Linked DNA regions of Mus musculus: all the other regions are linked to region 3. The links are chromatin contacts, called in public Micro-C and promoter capture Hi-C maps. All regions are on one chromosome and are shown on one strand. Each heading gives the region's core, a stretch centred on a gene start, on an enhancer-like site or on the middle of the called end of the contact. The rest is flanking DNA. Distances are from core to core; before and after follow the strand shown. Region 1 has its middle 110 kb from the start of Gm40064. Region 2 has its middle 59 kb from the start of Strit1. Region 3 holds the start of Mme (membrane metallo endopeptidase).

The links. Promoter capture Hi-C pulls out the DNA fragments that hold promoters and counts their contacts. A called contact is a pair of places that touch in the nucleus more often than the background predicts.
Region 1: a Micro-C map of palatal mesenchyme shows a contact between it and region 3, with 2.3 times the contacts expected there. The contact joins the enhancer-like site here to the promoter of Mme in region 3. A contact is called at or near these places in 3 of 39 promoter capture datasets (the 3T3-L1 cell line and liver), 3 of 484 Hi-C or Micro-C datasets (liver, palatal mesenchyme and uterus), 1 of 115 datasets of contacts at active chromatin or transcription factors (embryonic forebrain) and 2 of 9 other capture datasets (adipose tissue and liver).
Region 2: a contact with region 3 is called in a promoter capture Hi-C map of liver, with 4 times the contacts expected there. The contact joins the enhancer-like site here to the promoter of Mme in region 3. A contact is called at or near these places in 10 of 39 promoter capture datasets (the 3T3-L1 cell line, 3T3-L1-derived adipocytes, cranial neural crest and 5 more), 37 of 484 Hi-C or Micro-C datasets (the AML12 cell line, the STO cell line, Sertoli cells and 19 more), 5 of 115 datasets of contacts at active chromatin or transcription factors (embryonic forebrain, epiblast stem cells, fibro-adipogenic progenitors and 2 more) and 1 of 9 other capture datasets (adipose tissue).

Annotation. Positions count from the first base shown.
Region 1 is chr3:63,136,031-63,139,554 of GRCm38.p6, reverse strand. No RefSeq gene overlaps it. Among named protein-coding and RNA genes, the nearest start is that of Gm40064, 110 kb to the left of the region's middle. Within about 2 kb of position 1,669, at least 37 of the 459 cell types and tissues checked have an H3K27ac peak or open chromatin away from gene starts, as enhancers often do. A contact at or near this core is called in palatal mesenchyme and uterus, where this site is marked.
Region 2 is chr3:63,541,171-63,544,544 of GRCm38.p6, reverse strand. No RefSeq gene overlaps it. Among named protein-coding and RNA genes, the nearest start is that of Strit1, 59 kb to the right of the region's middle. Within about 2 kb of position 1,339, at least 6 of the 459 cell types and tissues checked have an H3K27ac peak or open chromatin away from gene starts, as enhancers often do.
Region 3 is chr3:63,293,826-63,297,389 of GRCm38.p6, reverse strand. Mme (membrane metallo endopeptidase) reads right to left here and starts at 2,179. Exons shown (of 23, transcript NM_001357335.1): 1 at 1,775-2,179.

The DNA.
Region 1 (3,524 bases), core at 420-2,919, 160 kb after region 3:
TTCATTATGTCTTTTTCTGTTTTACCAAAGCCAATCCCATCAATTGATATATCCATTGTTCTATTACCAAAGAGAAACACAATGCTACCAATTAAAATGTATTCCTACATAGCACTTAGATCAAAATGTTTATATTTACAAAAAGAATTCTTCTAGACTGACTACAACCTTAAAAATCATTTGATGTGCTTGGATAGGTAAAAAGGAGAAATGATAATACCTTATTAAACTTTTTTTTTTTAACATCAGAGTCTGGTGTTTTTGTCTTACTTTCAGATTACAATTGTGTTGTCTGTTGTGCATACAATACTACCTTTCCAGCCATTAAGAATCATGGATACAGCATCTCTTTAAATATTTCGCCTATATTATCTATGGCCCTGCCTCCTTAACAGGGCTTACTAGGAGGCATCCACATATTTCCAGAACACACCATACCATAAAGGTTTATGGTTATGACTACAGTCACCTCTCAGACTGTATTAAAATTGCATTGAGCACCCAACTGTTGCTTTGGAAGTTACAATGAAATACTGAACATATCATGAAAAATGAATATTTTCTTCCTGATGGTTCTATGTCCATGTTTTCCAGGCGACACAATTACTTTTTCTTTTCAATAAGCAGTAATCCTATACTCTTTTAAAAAGACATAGTAGAATGTGATTCAACTCAGTACACCTAATGTGACAGAGGCATTTAACTCAATCAAAGAGAGGACAATATGAAAGCTATGGCTGAGTTTGCCAGGGCTTTGGCAGTGCCTGGCTGACTGTAAGGGTAACTAAACATTCTAAAGTGTATCCTGGCATCAGACATTTTCATCATACATCAATCTTTTTAGAGCAGACTCACACTTTAGTTGAGTGATTTGAGCTACTTTAGCCCATGATTAATGTTTATTCCTGGGAGAAACACTAAGCCTCCTTAAAGCTGCAACACTTAAATCCACTGAATTGAAAGGATTTATCTGTCTGCACAGAAATTGTAACAACCCATTGACTAATTCAGCTATCTCATCAAAGACTTTACTAATTATCTACGTCATTCACCTGATGGATTGTTTATGTTGCACTCTGCATTATAGGTTCTGAATTTGTTGACTGCCAGATATTCCTTACAGAAACATTTTGGGTTAAAGTCTTCAATATGCTCATTTTGGAAGATCAGGGAACAGAGACACAGAAAAGACAGTAAGCTGCAGAAAAGGAATCAAGCTGGTACATCTAGCTCAACTATGTAAAGTCTGAGCTTTCACCATACACCATTCTGCTCCTCAGCAAGTGATGTTATTTTGGCTACACTTCTAGTTTTCAGAAGATCTCATAGTTGATTAGAGAAATAATCCACTAAAATGTTCCAGGCTGTGAAAGCATATTAGAGGGGGGAAAAAAAACCCCAACAAATCTGAATTAAAACAAACAAACCAAGTGGGCTAGTCAAGTTCTTTGGCATGAGTAGAACCAGCTGAAGAAAATGTGGCCCCATCAGAACCTTCAGCAAATCTTTGTAATAAATGCAACTTGGCAAGCACACACCGTCAGGACAAGAACTACTTTCCAGTACCACTGGAAGGAAATCGCTGGCAGGGGCTGTGGAAATATGGTGAGCAGTAATTACCCAGTAGAGGGGGAATCTAAACTGGGACTCGTTAGATGCCAAGCAAAACTATTACAATGAAACTTGAGTAGAACAGTATAAACTTAAACTGTGGGCCAGGCTCATTCTCTGCTATTGTATATACAAGGGTGAAGTTGACTCACCAAGTACATTCTGATGCCAGCTCTTTTTCAGAATGAGAACCGGGTAAACACGAAACCGAATTGCCCGAAACAGATGTGTTTTAGAGAATTTAAACATTGGATCCTTGTTTACCTGAAAGACGGCGTGAAATGTCTGTTGGCCAGATGTGAATGAATCTTAAGAGGTTTGGACACAGTTCTAAGAAATACAATACATGGAACCTAGCAGAGCGCTTTACACATTATAAAACATGTGATTATATTTCTTTTCTAATAAGTTGGAAGTGAAACTCAGGGTTATCAAAGAGGGAGGTGTTAGGTCTGGGAGAGGAATGTGGTTGGAGAGGAAGCCAGAGACTGATCCTCCTTCAACCAGAGTTAATGAGAGATGGGCAGAGAAGTGTGTATGAGGGATTGGAAAGAAAGCTTTGGCCTGCCCGGGAACAGAAGTTTGTTCTTTAAGGTATCCTACATCAGAGTGTGGAAGGACAGGGGTGGAGATATGATGTTTTCTTGTATTTCTGTCTGAAGCAGGTATTTTAAAGGTCCCAAGACCACTCCTAGATAAGGGGCATCTGGAAGAAAACCAGGCCAATTAATGTGTAATGTGAGAATGGGGGCTTGTTCTGCCTGCAGGCATCAGGTTGGGGTTTTGATATCAGAAAGGAAGATCAATCTGCGAGGCAGCAGACAAGATGACTTGGCTTCCGTGAAACTGTGAGGGAGAACGTCCCTGCATGGGGTGGATTGTTCTGGGTTCTGCTCCCACTCTGGCTGTAGGGATCTGTGAAAGTTTCTTAATCTGGGTTTCACAAGAATGGACCTTTCTCTGCATTGATCAAACTTCACTAGGAAGTTAACTGAGCACGGCTTCAAACAGAGAAAACACATCTTTATATTCTGGAAACAAAATCAAAGCTTGGTTGACATAAAAATATACAGTGACTAAAAAGAGCCAATGGGCAGGTGCTTCCTTTATAACCACAATAAGGCAGGCCTCCACAGTATCACAGGAGGGATGTGACCAGCCAAGCATCAGCATCACAGAAGGCTGAGAAAGCATCTCTTTTCAGTTCTCTCACTTTGTGGGCTTCCACAACGAAAGTATTTGGATCTGACTATACATGTCTGTAGAAGGTGACTTCACTTGAGTTGGGTTTCAGAATCAAGCCCATGGCTGTCATTTTACTGCCTGGGTATGGAATGAACCACATTTAACAATTTCCCCCACTTTTGTCTCAATTTAGCAACGTGGCACATCATTTTTCACATACAGCTTTTATTTAATTCAAGTTTAATGAGTTCTTTCCCTATTTTGTTAATAAAGAAACTGACATTATTAGTTTGAGGCCCTTTTTCTTTTCTAAAATCATCATGGTTGTTACAGCTTTGTGCCTATTCTTACCCAGTTCAATATATTTTATTGGATATATATTATATATCCATCAATGTATATTATATGCTTTGGTTCCCTTTTTATTTATGAGTTATATAAAAGTTTATAATTAACTTACATATATTAGTCATTGCTAAAATATATTTCCTTATTTGTTCTCATTTAATTCCATGTGTTTATAGAGCTCAACATTCCCTAGAAACTTGTAGAGTTAGTTGGCTAATGCTTGTTCTGGGTTCAGGGTCATGTCTTGTTCCCTTTCTGTTTCTGGGGCAGCAGTCACACTGTCCCCACCTGCACTTGTGACCTTGTGTATTTCAGTCTTCTATCTTGGTTCTTCACTGCATTTGTCTATTTTGTTTATGACTTTCAAAATTTAACTCAGG
Region 2 (3,374 bases), core at 90-2,589, 250 kb before region 3:
CCCAGCCTGCTTTTTATACAAACCAGACTCACCAGCCTTTCCAGAGTGAATTGAGCCCTCCCACAGCAATCATTAATCAAGAGAATGCACCACAGACTTGCCTCAAAACCAATCTGATGGGAATATTTTCTTAACTGAGATTCCCTCATTCTAGGTGACTCTAGTTATATCAAGTTGACAAAAAACCAAACCAAACCAAATCAAACCAAACCAACAAAAACAACAATAACACTCTAACTGGTCCACTTGGAATTATGGGATGCTTATCTCATTCTTTCTCTCACTTTCTGGATGCCATGATGATCTTCCTCACTATAGGTCCAAGGTAACATAGCTAACTAACAACCATGCAGAGAAACTTCTAAAATTATGAGCCCAAACAGATATTTCATCTATATAAATCATCTCAGGTATTTATTAAAGTAATGAAGAACTCACTAACACAAGGATAGAAGGGCAGAAGATGTTAGAATTTATTTGATACTTCTGGTATGGCCTTTAAAAGCTCTTGTAAGGCTTAGCAGGGTCTCCAGTATGCAGTGCCTCTCACTCGTTCATCCCAATCAATGCAGTGTTACAGGATTAATGAATCAAGGTGTGTCATCTGAAGCATATGGCTTGGGAGTGAATTATGCCATCAGTAAGAGAGTTGGTACAGTTCTGGGGATAAAAACCTAAATATATGCTGCTGTCTATTTCATAGGAATGCAAATGGTTTCTGGTCCTCTTTTCTGGTTAGAATAAAAAAGATGGTATTTGACAAATTCATAGCCATGTTCCATATGCCAGAGGCTATGAAAATCTGTAGAACAAAAAATGCCACATCAGCTGGAATTGAGACTTCTGTGGGAATGGATTTTCAGTAGTATGTTCTAGGATCTGTTCAGTTTCTGTAGAGGCTAGACAGGAGAGATAAATAAAGAGGCGATGACTCTTTTCCATCCTCAGAGTGCGATTGCTTTTGCCATCTCCTGCTCTTCCCAGTCATACATTTGATGCATTTTTCTTACTTCATTTGGGAAGCAGCTCCTGAAGCTTCTGTTTGCTCTACTGCGCCACACACGATATCCCATTCCACAAGCCAAGGACTCAAAGTTAGTGTTATATACGCTGACAATGAAATTAATCCATTATACCATTTTCAATTAGGTTTAGACACATTTGTGTTGTTTACAGACCCAGTTGACTCTAATATTCTTCCCTTCTATTCCCCCATATGCTCAGAGTGGATAATTCCCATGTGTGAGAATGTCAACTCTGATCTTGTGCCTATGTCTATCAAGGAACATTCCACACGGAATTAAACAAAACAAAACAGCAGTGACTTATTTGCCTTTGAGTATGTTTCACAAACACAGAGCAAACATCACAGGAATGCTGTGGGTGGAGACACACAAGCTCTAGAAGGGGAGGGTTGGGGTTGAACTCAGTCTTTGTTTCCTTTTTCTGTTACAGTGACAAAATTCCTGACAAAATCGGTTTGAGAAAGAGAAGGTTCATCCTTTAAGGGTACAATCTGTCCGTCATGGCAGAACAATCTAGAGGCAGCTGGGCCCATGGACTCTTTGGACAGGAAACAGAGGTGAAGGCTGTTGCTCTGCTGTCTTTCTCCCCTTTGTCCAGTCCATCAGCTCCTGTGGTATCACCATGTACGATGTGTCTTTCTGCATCACTTAATGTAATCCAAAAAATTCCTCTCAGACATGCCTGGAGGTTCATTTCCTTAGTGATTCTGAGTCTTGTTGGCAGTCAAGATTAACCATCACAAAGACTACTATTCTGAAATTTGTATAAACAGTGCATTCCTGGAGTGGATTCTATGGGGATTTAAATGAAAAAAAGAGAGAGAGAGTGAGAGGGGGAGATCAGATAATAATCAATAGGAGTGCAGTGCTATTTCTATTTCAGAAACAAATAGCCTACCCCACTCCAAGAATTCTAGACATTTTTATTAAAAACAAAACCAAGCATCATAGGAAGTGACTAGTTCAGAATTGACAGACACATTTCCAAGAGAAATGAGGATGTGAATGAATAACAAGAAGGAGTAAACTGTTGATTAATTTCACTTCTAAGTGCATTTGCCCTTGACAGTTGTAATAAATATTTTCATCTAACACAAAGTTTTTTGCTGTCTGTTTGGCTCTTAAACTGGTTCCTCCAAATAGAATTAAGTGTTCTAGTTTTTTTCAACAAAAACATATTAATATTAAGCAGAAAGTTATTTTCTCTTCAGTAGCTATAAATGTTGACATCGTTTATCATGTTTTATTTTCTGAAAGCCTGAACAGCAGATATTGTTTGAACATAATACTAGCAGTTTTCAAAATCCTGACTAATGCTTGTATGCATATGTGATATATGCACACACATATTTAAAATTCAATATTTGGAAGGAAACCACATATATTTTCAGAAAGTTTGAGTCTCTCAGCTCTGGCTTCAGCTGAACTGAGAAGCAGCTAGCAAGTCCTGGCTCTCTTGCCCTTGGTTGCCTTTCACAGTGACTGGGGCCCTTGGCATTGGGATGCTTGGTGTGTCTTTTAGATCACCAGCATAGCAAGAACAAGAACCTGGGTACCACCCATAGCACCAAAGATGAAGGAGGGAGATGAAGAGGAGGAGGCAAAAGAGGAGAGAATGAGGCATTAAAGATGGTCAGAAAATTGGAAGTTTACCTCTCAGGGATTTGCTTCATGTAATAAATCAGAATATCTGGAAGACGGAGTTGTAAACAGATTCGGAATCACAGGTTTCTTTCAACAATCTCCATAATTTCATGGCTTCCGTCATGGTTGCCAGGCGCTTGTGCAGGTGCCTGCATGCATATACTTGGTCCGTAGTTTTGATCTGGTAGGTATTAAATGATACTATGTCTTGCTGTTCTCAATGTCCCTTCTCAGCAGTCTTTACTCTGTTCTACTCAGAGCAAGGGCAGGACATACTTTGGGTCAGATGAATCAATAAATTGGGTTTCAGACAAAGTGACAAAACGGAATGGTATTCTGAAAATAAGGACAAAGTCTTGTTCTTCCTTAGCATTGGTTCCACCCAGTGATTGATAGTGTAGGATGGTATAAATATACCCTATGATGTTCACACAATGACAAAATTGCCTAACAGAGCATTGCTCAGAACAGATCCTTATTATTGACACACATCTGCCTTATTATTATTAGTTCCATTTTAAAGCTGAGGAAACTGAAGAACTGAGATTAAGTGGCACCTGGAATTGACTCAGGATTGAGTCCAAGCCTTTCTAGAGGATTTGGAGGGGCAACAGAGCTCGATGTCTTACAAAGATGAGAGAATGTGTCAACAAGAGAACAGAAAGCTTATTCTCTACATTACTTTCCTTTTCTTCTTCCCTCCTT
Region 3 (3,564 bases), core at 930-3,429:
GGAAATTTGTTAAATCTCTTAAACTAAAAAAACAAATGCCAACACAGACAATAAGAGAACACAGAATCTGGAGTTCAGACTAAACAGAAACTCCACAAACTTCAACTTGGCAACATCAGCAAAAGAACGCAATGCTATTTTTGCTTGGGTATAAGATACATTTCAAAGCATCAGCATCAGCAAACGTCAAATTATGAAACCTGGAAGATAACTGATCGGTTAAAGAGAAAGGTGGAGCGAAGCAATTTTCATACTCGGGGCACATTGTGATACTGCAACAATACACGTCTGTAAGTCCCTGTGGTGGTGCTTTGGAGTTACAGTTTTGCATTAGTGGAAATTAAGGCAGAGTAGGAAGAAGTCAGCTTCATAATTAGATTGTGTCTGTGGAAGCTGAAGTAGTAGTATTCAGAAGACCGCTTGACCCCCACCCCCACCCCCACACCATCCTGCCACATTAACTAGTAGGTATTTCCCCCGGCCTGAAGTGAGTTTTGACATGAAAAGTCCCATCCACATTGCTCTAGAGTACAACCCAAGACAAACAAAACAACAACAACAACAACAAAAAATCAAGTCCAAAACACAACAAATATTTTTGAGAGCTTGAACGAAAGAAGAAAAAATCCAAGGGCGTGCAGCTACACTCCCTCAGCGCCAATCTGCCGATAGCAGAGCAGCTTCCAAAAGCTGGCGCTGCAAGTCAGTTACTAGTTTTCAGTTTAATAAAATCCATGTGAGCCGCTTATGGGCATGGAATAGACTTGACCGAGAGGCTCAGAGGAATACCGGTTTATAGTTACTCTCATTTTTAAAGAGTATAAATAGATCAGGATAGGTTAAGTAAGAAAGGGTCTTTAAAAACTTCCATCTACTAAAGAACACCCCCACCCCGCGCCAGCCAACCCTTTGGCAGATTTAAGCATGAATTATATAATAGGAAGCCAAGGTTCGAAGCACGATGAAGAGGTGGGATTGTGAAAAGACATTTAGGTTAAGAAAATTTAAAACTAGGAAAGTGAGTTAATTGAGGAGAGAATCCGATAGAAACTAAAATGAAAACAAACCTTGTTTTTTAAAATAAAAACAGTGTCTGTACAGCGGAATGGCCAATTCCCAGCCCCCAAATGAACCCCGGTGCAATTTGGCAGCGCTGCTCTCGGTCACCAAACAGAACTCCTGGGCGGAGGCTGCAGGAAGCTATGAAAATGAACCTGGAGGTGACCTGACATCACTCCCAGGGTCCTCCTCCAGGTCGCCTTCTCGGCCCCTTCCCCTCCCCACATTCTCAGGTCCCAGTGGCGGCTCCCGCCCAGGACACGCCTCCTCCTCCCGCGGCGACCAGGCACCAGGAGCCCGCTGCGCGCGGGACCTCGGCCTCTGCCCTTGCTTAGCGCGTCCCGGCCCCCGCCCGCTCTGTCCTCCTGTTGCCCGTCCCACCGACTCCCGGCGCCCCGGGGACACTGGTGCCCCGCTCCCGGTGCCCGGTTGTTCGCTCTCCGGTGACTCACCAGTGGGATTGGGGAGAAGTTGGAGGCGACTGAGCAGACACATCCCGACCAATGAGCGCACCGGCCAGGGCGGCCGCAGGCAAAGTAGCCCCCAGCCCGGGCGAGCGCCCACCGCTCTGTGCGGTCCCCAGGGTGCGCCCCGGCGCCGAGCGCGCGGAGGGGGACGAAGCCAGAGTCCCGGGAGGTTCCAGGCCCCACTCGGGCTCCGGGCGGGTGAGCGCCCGGGAAGCCCGCATTCCTTGGACCCTCACCCCGAGACTCACCCCTCGCCTTAGCCGCTCTGCAGCTTACGCCTGCACTCCGTCCAGCTCCTCCACTTGCACATCTCCGCGCCCTGCGCGCCTCGCGCTCACCCCCCGCCTCGCCGCACAGGACCAGCCGCGAGAGCAGTTCCCTGGGTGACCTGAAGGTTTCCGCCAGGTCTCCCAAATCCTGTCACACCGTGTAAAGGGGCGGAGGGGGCTCCCTCTCCCAGTTCGTCCCCCACCTTGCCCTTCCCAAAAGGGCTTCGCCAGACATTCTTGGAATTGTTTAGCTTTGTGGCTTTCAAGACAACAATACACTGTCTCTCTGGGATTGTGTAGTGCTGATTGCAGGCTCTCATTCTCTAACTGACTAAGACCAGAATGCTTCTCTCTCACATACTCTTGCTCTCTCCGTTTTCCCTCGTCCTTCACTCTCCTTCCCTTCTTTTCAATGTCTTCTTTTCTTCATCCTTCCCTCCTCTCCTCCCCCCCCCCCCAGTCTATGTGTGTCTCTTTCTCTTAAACTTAAGGCATTGAATTTGTCAAAGATAGAAGTTTGTCTTTGTGCAGAGGCAAGTATTTCATGGAAATTACCTTTAGCCGCTATTGTAACCAAAGAACTCAGAAAGGCTAAACTTTTCTGCCCCGCCCCCACCCCTGCCCCAGGATTTCAATGTAGTCATTCAATGTCAAGTACATATAGAGTTGGAATACTAATCCTTCTCCTGTTTGGAATCACAAGTTTTGAACACCACACATGCTCCATAAGTGCGAGCATGCTCACAGGACTTGAACTTGAAACGATCTTTGAGCATTAAAATGCCTTACTCCTTTGCCCTAACCAACTTTATGCTTTTTTTTAATGGTTAAAGAAACACAAACAAACAAACAAACAAAAAGCTAAGACAAGAACAGGAAATGTATGTTAGTGAAATTATGAGTATCATGGAAAGACATTTCAAGACAAAGTAACTCAATTGATGTGCGTAAGTTCAACGCACACCTTCAAACGGAAGTGCCCACGCTTCTTTCTTCCTCTGTGGGTATTACAAGCACATCTTTGTCCTCATGGCTAGACTAACAGAGATGTGTGACCTCTCACTGATAAGCATAGGCAGCTTGGCAAGCACTCTGGGAAGCATCTCAAATGGAATTTGAACCCAGGTCATCTTGCCTCCGATTGTTTTGCAGAGGATCAATGCACAGAAGAGAGAGTTACTCAAATTCTCTTGGGAAGAAAGCTAGATTTTCCTCCCCAACACCGGTGTGCTTAGTTTTTATTATATTTTACTTAAATTTTCAAAACATCTAAATTTTACAATAAAACGAGTTGGGAAAATATGTGTATGTATATATAGATACAGATAGGGAGAGAGAGAGGAAGGGAGAGAGGGCACTAGTTCTCAAACTTTCCATATTCAACCACTAGCATTAAAAGTTTAATGCATTTCTGATTAGTATAGTAATGTTTGGTCAGAATATTACAAAAAAAAAATCACGTTTCAACTAGAAATAAAAATTAAGCTCATGTGTGTGGCTATAGCCTACTTAACGTTTCTCATTTGATTTGTTTTATTTTCATTAAAGTTTTAAACATATTACTCTTTTAAGGCTATCTAGCATATCCACAAGATTCAAGAATATCTCTTTCACCTAAAGGAGGTGGTTGACCTGGGGCCTTAACGCCTTAGCATGATAAGTATTTGAGCAGCCATTGAGCAATACTCTTAGCCCTGGAGAATGTTTTGATAACAACAGAAACTAGGTTACGATTATTTATTACAGCTATCAACCTTGAGCTGAAAATT